Regions from separate parts of the Ovis aries genome. Here region 2 is linked to region 1. The links are chromatin contacts, called in public Hi-C maps. All regions are on one chromosome and are shown on one strand. Each heading gives the region's core, a stretch centred on a gene start, on an enhancer-like site or on the middle of the called end of the contact. The rest is flanking DNA. Distances are from core to core; before and after follow the strand shown. Region 1 holds the start of NHEJ1 (non-homologous end joining factor 1). Region 2 overlaps PTPRN (protein tyrosine phosphatase receptor type N).

Evidence for each region. Hi-C and Micro-C count contacts between places; a contact is called where the count stands out from the background.
Region 2: a Hi-C map of liver shows a contact between it and region 1, with 6 times the contacts expected there. The contact joins the enhancer-like site here to the promoter of NHEJ1 in region 1. A contact is called at or near these places in 13 of 16 Hi-C or Micro-C datasets (blood, hypothalamus, liver and 7 more).

The regions. Positions count from the first base shown.
Region 1 is chr2:221,111,526-221,116,613 of ARS-UI_Ramb_v3.0, forward strand. It overlaps NHEJ1 (non-homologous end joining factor 1), which reads right to left and starts at 2,996. Exons shown (of 8, transcript XM_012146435.4): 1 at 2,917-2,996. It overlaps SLC23A3 (solute carrier family 23 member 3), which reads right to left. Exons shown (of 12, transcript XM_042244257.2): 11 at 4,790-4,885; 12 at 3,861-4,695. The coding sequence ends at 4,409.
Region 2 is chr2:221,238,807-221,243,894 of ARS-UI_Ramb_v3.0, forward strand. PTPRN (protein tyrosine phosphatase receptor type N) reads right to left here. Exons shown (of 23, transcript XM_042244271.1): 16 at 5,023-5,088; 17 at 4,737-4,814; 18 at 4,495-4,614; 19 at 3,109-3,275. Among named protein-coding and RNA genes, the nearest start is that of DNAJB2, 14 kb to the left of the region's middle. Within about 2 kb of position 3,160, at least 22 of the 54 cell types and tissues checked have an H3K27ac peak or open chromatin away from gene starts, as enhancers often do. A contact at or near this core is called in hypothalamus and liver, where this site is marked.

The sequences.
Region 1 (5,088 bases), core at 1,746-4,245:
AGCCTCAATAAACGGGTACTAGAATTTCTGCTTTCCAATGGTAAAACTGTGGAAACCTACACCATTTTAACCCACAGGAAAAATGATCAAACTGCCTGTAAAGTAGCCATAGTTACTGAACATCTGTTAGGTTGAGGCTACACATTTAGTTATTGAAGTGGAAAGGTTGGCTTCCAGGATGTTCAGCAGGGCATGATATCATTGATGGCAGTGATAAAGATCGCATCTTTATCACATTCCTAATAAATGTCAGTGCTATCCTTTCCCAGAATTCCTAAAAGAGAAGAAATTGTTCTTTTTTATAAAACATCGTAAGTGTCATAAGCAGGAAACTCGAATTATTTGATCATTATCTAAAAACAAAACTCTGGAAGCTCTCAGAATTTTAAATATGTGTGTGTGTGTGTGTGTGTGTGTGTTTAGTTGCTCAGTCGTGTCTGACTCTTCGACCCTATGGACTGACTATAGCCTGCCAGGCTCCTCTGTCAGTGGGGATTCTCCAAGCAAGAATACTAGAGGTGTGTATATTCACTAAACATATATCTATATATTACATAAATTACTATATGCATATATATACACTTATATGTCCTCTAAATACATTTTTCCCTAAATATAGATACATTCTCAGGGATTCTTAATCTAGAGTCAATGCATGTAAGTTCTCTGGAATTATACGTGAACTTTGTGCATACATGCATATACCCATTTGGAGGGAAGAGGTCCACAGTTATGGTCAAATAAAGAGCTAATAACTCCATGTCCAGAAGCAAAGAGAAAAGCCCCAACTCCATTTCAAAAAGACCCTGAATGACTAAGAAGTCAATATAAGATACAGAACATAGCAAAAGTAGAGACCATGAAATAACTCCACTTCCCTCATCGCCTACCTCCCTACCCAAGGCACTGCCATCAATATCATGCCCTGCTGAACATCCTGGAAGCCAGCCTTTCCGCTTCAATAACTAAATGTGTAGCCTCAACCTAACAGATGTTCAGTAACTGTGGCTACTTTACAGGCAGTTTGATCATTTTTCCTGTGGGTTAAAAAAAAAGTGATATAATGAAAGTCTATAAATACAAACTGAAGTTGGGGGAGGCAGATCTTTAAGAATATAAAGAAAACAATGAAAATCCTTGGATTTCATTAATATGGTTAACATGGCTCCATTCTTCCAGTCATTTTCATCTCAATCTAAGCCATTATTCTTCCAACCATAACCTAGTGCAGCCTTGTAACATAATTTGTACAGTCACTAGGCAGGTGAAATAGAAATGCATATATTGTGACTTTTATCTGCAGCCTCAAAACCTTCTGTCTGGAGGATGGTATTTCAGTCACAGTTCCCCTGCTATTCCTACTCAGAGGGGAAGATCTGGGAATGATGAAGCCAGTCCTCACCAGACCAGAGTCCCACTTTGCCCAAGATCACAAACCTCAAGTATGTCACAAACAGCAAGTCACCAAGCCCTTCTCTCCTTTCTAGACACACCCCAGTGTGCATTCTCAGTCATCAAAATTGGGCTGATTATCTGAGCCTGTCAGTCATCAAAATTGGGCTGATTATCTGAGCCTGTCACTTTAGAAAGCCTGGATGCTCAAGACCCTCACACTGTATGGTGTTTTGTGGGTGGGGGAGGAGTTTAAAATGCAGCTGGGGGGGTCAAAAAGCCCCCCAAAAAGGTTTGAGAAATTCAGCACCACACCTAGAGTAAGCTGCTCTCACCACACACGTCCAGTTCTGAGATCTATATCTCAGCTTTTTCTTATTTCCTTCCAGGATGACTTCACATTAACCAGATTCACCCGTTTATTTTTCTTTTCTTTTCTTCTAATAATTTTTTATTGAAGTATAGCTGATTTACAATATTATATTAGCTTCAAGTGTGGTGGTGGTGGTTTAGTTGCTAAGTCGTGTCCAACTCTTGCGACCCCAGGGTCTGTAGCCTGCCAGGCTCCTCTGTCCACGGGATTCTCCAGGCAAGAATACTGGAGTGGGTTGCTATTTCCTTCTCCAGGGGATCCTCCCGACCCAGGAGTCGAACCCGGGTCTCCAGCATTGCAGGTAGATTCTTTACCTACTGAGCTATGCTGCTGCTGCTAAGTCGCTTCAGTCCTGCCCGACTCTGTGCGACCCCATAGACGGCAGCCCACCAGGCTCCCCCGTCCCTGGGATTCTCCAGGCAAGAACACTGGAGTGGGTTGCCATTTCCTTCTCAAAAGTGAAAGTGAAGTCGCTCAGTCGTGTCACTGAGCTTTGAGGGAAGTCAAATGTACACCTGTTACAATTACTGAATGAAGGGAGGGGAAGTGTGGAGGGCCAACAGCGGAGTGCCAACAGCGGAGTGGGGTTGCCTAAAGCGAGTCGGGATGAGCCCTCTAGGCGCAGTTCCTCCGCCATCCTGCAGAGGACAGCAGAACGCCAAAGACTGTCCGGGCTAGACTCTGCCCCGCCTCATCCCTCTGGGAGAGGGCGGACCCTCCCTCCCTTTACCACAGCCCCACCCCAGGAGCCCCGCCTGGTGGCAGCCAGTTTCCATTCGCCCTCGCGAGAAAGGCCTTCCAGTCCGTGTTTCTATTTTTACAGAGCCGGCTGCTTGAGGCGCGGCTCCGGACTCCCCAAGCGGCAACAAGGCCAAAAACCGGCTGCTTCATCGCAGCAAGTTGCCGGCTGGGAGTACCTCCACAAACCCCGCCCCGCGGCCGGGAGGCGAGCTGCGCACGCGCGGCCCCTGCCACCACCACCCCCGCCCATCCCCGGAGGCCTGGCCCAGAACCTTGGCCGCGCGCGGGTCCCTCCTGGCAGGACACTTGGGGGGAGGAGGCGCTATTGCCAGGACCAGCCCGCAGGGCCCGAGATGTCTTTCGCTGCCTAGCCCTGGCCCTGGCCCGGATTACAGCTCGACCCCACCTACCGTGAGCGGCCGAGAGAGCTCTCACCCTCCCCGCGGCAGGCTGGCCCGCCCGCGCCAACGAAAAGGCCTAGAGTAGAAGCATTTCCCACCCCCACTACAGGGAGGTGGGGTCTTGGGACACTGGGGCGGAGCCCAGGCCTGATGTGGGCGGGGCATCTGGGCCCCGGGAGCTGATAACTGGAGTGCTCGGAGCCGGAGGGCTACCGGGGCCCTGGTAGGTGGGTAGAAGGAAAAAGGCGCACTTTAGAGTTGCCCTGCGTCCCTGGAGGCTCAGATAGTAAAGAATTCGCCTGCAATGCGGGATACCAGGGTTGGGAAGATGCATCCCCTGGAGGAGGGCATGGCAACCGACTCCTGTATCCTTGCCTGGAGAATCCCCATGGACAGAGGAGCCTGGCTGGATACAATCCATAGAGTCGCAAAGAATCGGACACGACTAAGCAACTAAGCTCAGCACAGCAGAGTTGCCCTGGCAGAGTAGAAAGAATGCCAGACGAAATGCAGGAAGAAGGACCACGAATTTGAATTTGTTGAAAAACCGAAAGTCAAATTTCCCTACCCTACGTGTCTTTTTTGTTGTTTTATTTTTAAATAAAATGAGGGGATTGAACGTCACTAGATATTCTCTCTTGGGTCCCACCAGCACTCTGGTTGTTTAAGAGATGAGTCTCCCAGGCATACCTCCCCTGGTCTGACCTTGTCTTGTACCTTCCTGCCTGCTTTCTCCCTCCATCCACCACCATACGTATGCTCCATCACCAATCCAACTCATCTTGTACCTTGTGTAACTTACAGTTTTGCTCCATCTGGACACCCAAGTCTGAAAAATTCTCATCCATGTTCCACAACCCAAAGTCCTCTTGTTAAGGCCAGCCCCAGTGCTGCTTCTATGTAAAGTCTTTCCCACTATCCCCAATCAGAATTCATTGTTTCTTACTCTTTGCTCCCATAGCATTCTTTTAATCTTTATTGAAGACTGACTTCCACTTTGGATTTTAGTTAGTAATTACATGTTTTTTATTGTTGTTGTTTTTTTGATGTACCACAAAGCTTACTGGATCTTAGTAGTTCCCCAACCAGGGATGGAATCCACACCCTTTGCACTGGAAGCTTGGACTTCCAGGGAAGTCCAGTAATTACATGTCTTTTTAAATCATAAGTATTTGAGAGGGGAGGGACCCTGTCTTATCCATATCTATATTTCCAGGACCTTACACATAGGAGATAATAAATATCAGTTAAGTGAATGCTAGGGTTCGAGTATAGATCATTCACAGGCAAAATATCACTCATTCATTCACAGCCCCTGCTCTGGAACAGGCCTAACTAAGAAAGGAAAAGGCAAACACACCTATTGGGAAGTGAGATTTTTGGGGGGCCCATGTGAGATACACACACACATCCTCTCCCCGGGAAAAAGTGGAGCCTGTGATCTGGTTCTTCAGCAAGCTGGGAGTTAGGACTAAACTAACTAGAGTAGGAGTCCTGGTAATTACTGGGACTGTCCTCTGCTAGGCTGAGGGCACTGGTCCCCAAAGTCAGGCAGCAAGTCAGCTGTCTCTCTGGGCTCAGCGGGCCCTCTTTCCTCATTCCCAGAGTCTTGGGGCAGCGGGCAGAGGCAACGGAGGGGTTGGGGAATGCAGGGACACAGGTTTTGGATGGAGAAAGGAAGCTCGTACTCTTTATCTGCCTTCTCCCTGGACTTCTGAGGCATCCGAGCCTTTCGGGCAGTAAAAGGAGGTGGCAGCCCTTGCCCTAGGCCTCTCTCAAGCCGTGTGCCTGCAAAAGACAGAGTGGTCAGGACATTGCCCAACCCAGGGAGTGATGACTTTCTGGCCACTCCCCAGTCTGCTGGGGCCTGGCCTCAACTTACCAGAAATGGTGTTCTCTAGGAGGAAGCCCAAGAGTCCCGCCAGGAAGATGGGCTCTGTGAGCAATGAGCGCAGTAGCACATCCAAGGGGCTCCAGCCTACAAGGAGTTGGGACCAGGCAGGAGGGGGACTCTGACACTATGCAAAACCAAGGGCCTAATACTTCCAACCTAAGCTTAAGTACTGGATGGAGGGCATATCTTTCTGAATTGTTCTATCTCTCCCTCCCCACTTTGTCCCTCTGCTCTCTATTTCCCACACCCAGACCCTTCCCACAGGACCCCTGCTTAACACCCTGTCT
Region 2 (5,088 bases), core at 1,910-4,409, 130 kb after region 1:
AGGAGGGAAGAGGGCTGGACAGAGGAGTCGTGGCTGGAGGCCAAGAACCAGAGATGGTGTGGGGGGCACTGGGCTTGCCTTGTCACTATGGGCCTAGGCTATGCACCTGGAACAACTGATAAATCAGTTGGTCTGATTTATCAGATAAAACCTGATAAATCAGATCAACTAATAAAAACCTTTCAAGCCTCAGTTTTCTTACCTGTAAAACGGGGATGATAGTAATAGTAACCTCCTTCTTAGCGTTCTTATTACATGGATTATGAGATAATCCATATAAAGGACTAAGTGATAAATCTGGCACACAGCAGGTGCTCATTAAATGATGGCACTATTAAAGATAATATGTCATAATATTAACAGTCTCCCCCGCCTGAAGTTCAGGGAGGATAGGTGTTCTGGTGAATTCAAGGCTGTCAGAGCACACTATTGCTCTGCCCCGGGTGTTCCCCTCCCCACCCGGGCTCCTGTGGTCCTCACCAGCAGTAAGGTCTGGTTGCAGCCCTGGGCGTAGAGTTCCTCTGGCGAGGGGATGACAACCCCTCAGCTCTGAATATGCTGCCGTCCACTGTCTCCCTGGGTAAGTCTTACCCCAGCAGGTAAGCACAGGTGCTCTGTGATTGGGTCATAGTCAGACTGTGGGTCCACCTGGACCTCAGACTCTGCTTCTTGGACCACAGCTCAGCAAGGAGCGGGTGGGTTCTCCCTGTCTCGTGGCCCAGTCTAACCTGCCCTTGTCCCTTATCACATTCCTGATTTGAGAGTCACTTGCAGACTCCTGATACTCCCAAAGGACAAGGGCGAGGGAGAACCTTTTGAAGGGTTATTAGAGCATTTCAGAGGAGCTTAGAACTTAGTGGTTCCCCAGTCTGGTACCCCCAGACTTACTGGGGCCAGGAGACTTTGAATGGTTTTCTAGAAGTCCACATGATCCCTTAGCGTATCGGCTGGTAGATCAGGGCTGGGGTTGAACAGAAGTTGTCACGGTGGCTCCCAATCAGTTAATAATAATGACAACAAATAGTACTTAGAATTAACAGAGCCTTTGCTATGTGCTGGGGCTTCCTTGGTAGCTCAGCTGGTAAAGAATCCACCTGCAATGCAGGAGACCTGGAGTCTATCCCTGAGTTGGGAAGATTCCTTGTAGAAGGGAAAGGCTACCCATTCCAGTATTCTGGCCTGGAGAATCCCATGGACTGTATAGTCCAGGGGGTCACAAAGAGTCGGATATGACTGAGCGACTTTCACTTTTACTTTTGCTATGTACCTGGCACTTAAAGTAGATTTTATAGATTTCATGCTATTGACTTTTGTAACAATCCCTTAAGGTATGGGTCATCAATCTCATTTCACAGGTAAGAAAACAGATGGAGGTCAAGGAACTTGATCAGAGTTATTTTCTAAGACTTCAAAATTTATTTTGCCTTCCCTCTGATGGACCTTCACCAAAACAGTATTTATTAAGCAGCAACTAATTTGTTCTGGGTGTCTAAGCCAATTGAGTTTACATAATTCCAGCCTGAAGCAAAGAAACATAACCTTTTCGCTTACCTGTGCAGTCTTAAAATAGGTCCATGCACTCATTTTATAAAGATTTTTAAATATGGAAAACAAAAAATACCCCTGATACCCCTGATGGCACCTTCAAGAAGCCGGTACCTCAGGTTGCATGGACCCCAGTTAGAAACCATTGTCCTGAGGGTCAGAAACTACCCCCAGGTTCCCACCCCAGTTCTGTTCCTCTGCTTTCTGCCCAGCACCTAGAGACCTCAGACTGGCCTGGCAAGGGGCAGAGAAGCAGAAGGAAGCTGCAGTGTGGGTGAGGTCCCTGCCATGGCAGCAGACTTCTCAGCCACCAATCTGTGGAGGGAAGGCAGGGGACTCTGGAGGCCTGGACATGGTTTTAGCATCTGAAGAGGGCAAGTCCCCCTGTTGGTTTCCTGTCCCAGCCCCCACCTGGTTCCATGAGTCCCCAAGAGTCCAGAGATCCCCCCCACTCCCTTTGATAGCATTTGTCCCTTCCCTGAATCTCCCCAGCCCCAGCTCTCCCAGCGCCCTTCAGGGTGGTCCCTGGGCCACACGTCCTCATGTCCCATCCATGCAGCGGCCACACCTGCCAGTGATCACTTTTGTGACTATGCAACTGGAGTGAGAATACTAGCTGCAGATCACAAAAATGACGCTGGCAGCCGTGAGAGAGAGAGAAGAGGGAGGAGACAGAGAGGGGAGACAGACAGCAACGGAGAGACAGAGACATGTAGAGAAAGAGAGAGAGGAGCGGGGAGAGAGACAAAGAGAGGCAGAGTAAATAGGCAGAGATGGGAGGGAGGTGGAGGAAACAGCTGAGAGACCGAACAGGGAGGGGTGCAGAGGGGGGAACTGTCGATGGAGTGGGGGAGTGAGAACCATGGGAGAGAGCTGAGGGGGAGAGGGAGGGTGGAGGCGAGAAAAGTGGGAAGGAAGGGAGGGAAAGAGGGAAAGAAATAAAAATAGAGGCAAAGAGACACAGAGGGTAAAGAAGAGGGAAGGCAAGGGTTAGTGAGAGAAAGCAAGGGGACAGCAGACATAGAGACTGGGCACCAGGAAACAGGACAGGAGGAAATAGACAGCAAGGACCAAGGAGGAAGAGAGGAGAGAGGGAGGCGGCTACAAACAAGATGAGCCTTTCAGGGTATAGGGGGGCGGAGGGAGAAGAAGGTTATGGAGGAAGAGTGGGAGATAGAAAAAGAGGCCAAGAGAGAGGGAAGAGGCAGCCAGACAGCAGAGAGAGCAAGCAGTCAGGAGCTGGACCACAGCAGTGGACGGATGGGCACAGCGAGACAGGGCGTCAGTCCTGGTTTGGGGGGTGGTGTCCAGAAGGGGATGCCGGGAGGTCAGAGTCAGTCCTGGTTTGGGGGTGTCTAGAAGGGGGCACCAGCGGACCAGAAGCTGAGGCTCCAGGTCGGGCGAGAGGGCCTGCCTCTCCTGACCAGGGGCCCCAGGAGGAGCTGATGGGCTGCGGGGAGGCTCCAGAGCCCGGCTCCCGGCCCCCTTGCTCCTGGGCTGCTCTCTCCCGGGCTTCTGGGAGCCTTCTTCGGGCCGCCCCACCGCCCAGGGGTGCCCGCTTACCTGCGGAAGTCCAGGAGGGGCCGGGTGGAGGCCGGGGTGCCCTCTGCCGGCCAGCTGAGGAAGTGGAACTGCGTGAGCGTGCGCGTCTCCTGGGTCTGCACGTTCTTCAGGTAGAAGCTCCGCACTAGGAAATCCTCGCACCAGATGTGCTCCGACACCAGGTTCACCTGCGAGAGTGGGGGCGCAGGCCTGAGCGCGGCAGGGCCTCTCCAAATCCTCCCGGCCTCCCAGGACAGTCAAGAAGCTCACTCAACTGTCCCCAGGAACCCTAGCCATCTGTGTCACTTATGGATTGCTCAGGACAACTGGCGGCTTCTCCATCTAGACACAGCGGGAGCCTAGCTCCCCGACTAGGGATCGAACCCGTGCCCCCTGCAGTGGCAGCTCGGATTCTTAACCATTGGGCCCTCCGGGAAGTCCTGTGTGTTTCCTGGAATCAGTTTCTCCTTCCTCTTTTTGCGCAAAGACTAGCACAGTGTCTGTGCTACACACACACCATAAACTTTGATAAAATTTTGTATTTTCATTTGATTTTTTCTTTAACCCCAAGCGGGACCAATTTTTAAAGCTTAAAAAGAAAAAGTATTGTATGCTCATCTAATGCTGAAAATTTGTTATCCAGAGCTCATTTAGAGATAAGAAGCTTCTATTGTGCAAATAACATCTGTTTTAAGGGGGAGAGGGGGTCACTTCCCATTGGTCAGGAATGTTTCTCCTTCCTCTACTTTGTCTCTGCCCAGACCCCCCAGTGTTTTTCTATTTTTTCATAAGCAACATGTGTGATTGGCAGCATTTTTTTCTTTGCTTTGGCCTCCAGGAAACTCAGATCTAAACTAGACTCAATAAAAGTAGGATTAAGTCTTGGTCTTCGAGTATACTTATCTTCCCTGTCTCAAAACTGTACTCCTGGCTCTTAGCTTCTTACCTTAGTTTCAGTGGCTTTATAGTTTTATATCTGTACCTTTCATCACAGGTCCCTACAAGTGCTTTTCAGCCCTAGACTGGACACACACATACACACATGTATATGCATATATGTATGTATGCGAATGCTTTCCTGGTGGCTCAGACAATAAAGAATCCACCTGCAACTCAGGAGACCTGGATTCAATTCTTGGGTTAGGAAGATTTCCCTGGAGAAGCGCATGGCAACCCACTCCACTATTCTTGCCTGGAGAATCCCCAGGACAGAGGAGCCTGGCAGGCTACAGTCCATGGGGTCTCAAAGAGTTGGACATGACTGAGTGAGTAAGAACACCACGGCACAGCATGTGTGAATATGTATGACACATGGATGCTTATATACACACACAGTTGCACATGCATGAACTGTGCACCGCCCACTGTCCCCACCCCCAGTGTCTCCTGGCCATGGGGTTTGCTGACCTCATATACGTGGTAGAGGGAGGAGCCCTCGTCCGGCCAGTAGCGATCACACTGCTTGACACCATCCTCCACCAGCGGGGTCAGCATGACGATGACAGTGCAGCCACTCTCCCACACCATCTAGGGACAGATGATGTCTAGCACCCAGGTAAGCTCCACTCTAACCTCCCTGGGACCTGGTTGGCCCTGGCTGCCCACAAGGGACCCCAGTCCCTGGAGACACCCTCCCTCCAAAAGCCCACCTGCCAGAAGTCTGCAATGGTATGCGACAGCGGGCCCTGTGTGGCTATGTAGGCTGGCATCCGAGGGTCGTGCTCAATCTGTGGGCAGGGAAAATACATCATGAACCAGAATAGGAAATGCCATTATGGAGAGGTCTGGTCAAAGGGAGCAGGCCAGGGTCTGGGGGACCCTCAGAATTCCCATTTCCATGCCGGATATCAGGCCCACAATTCCAGGGCCTTGTGGAGGAGGAAATGGAGTCTATGGGGGCAGGATGAAAATGGGGAGGAGATAGGAGCCACTCACAATGGGGCTGGCATTGATGTAATCGCTCCGAGAAGGGCTGCTCTCCACCTTCAGCTTGATGCGAGC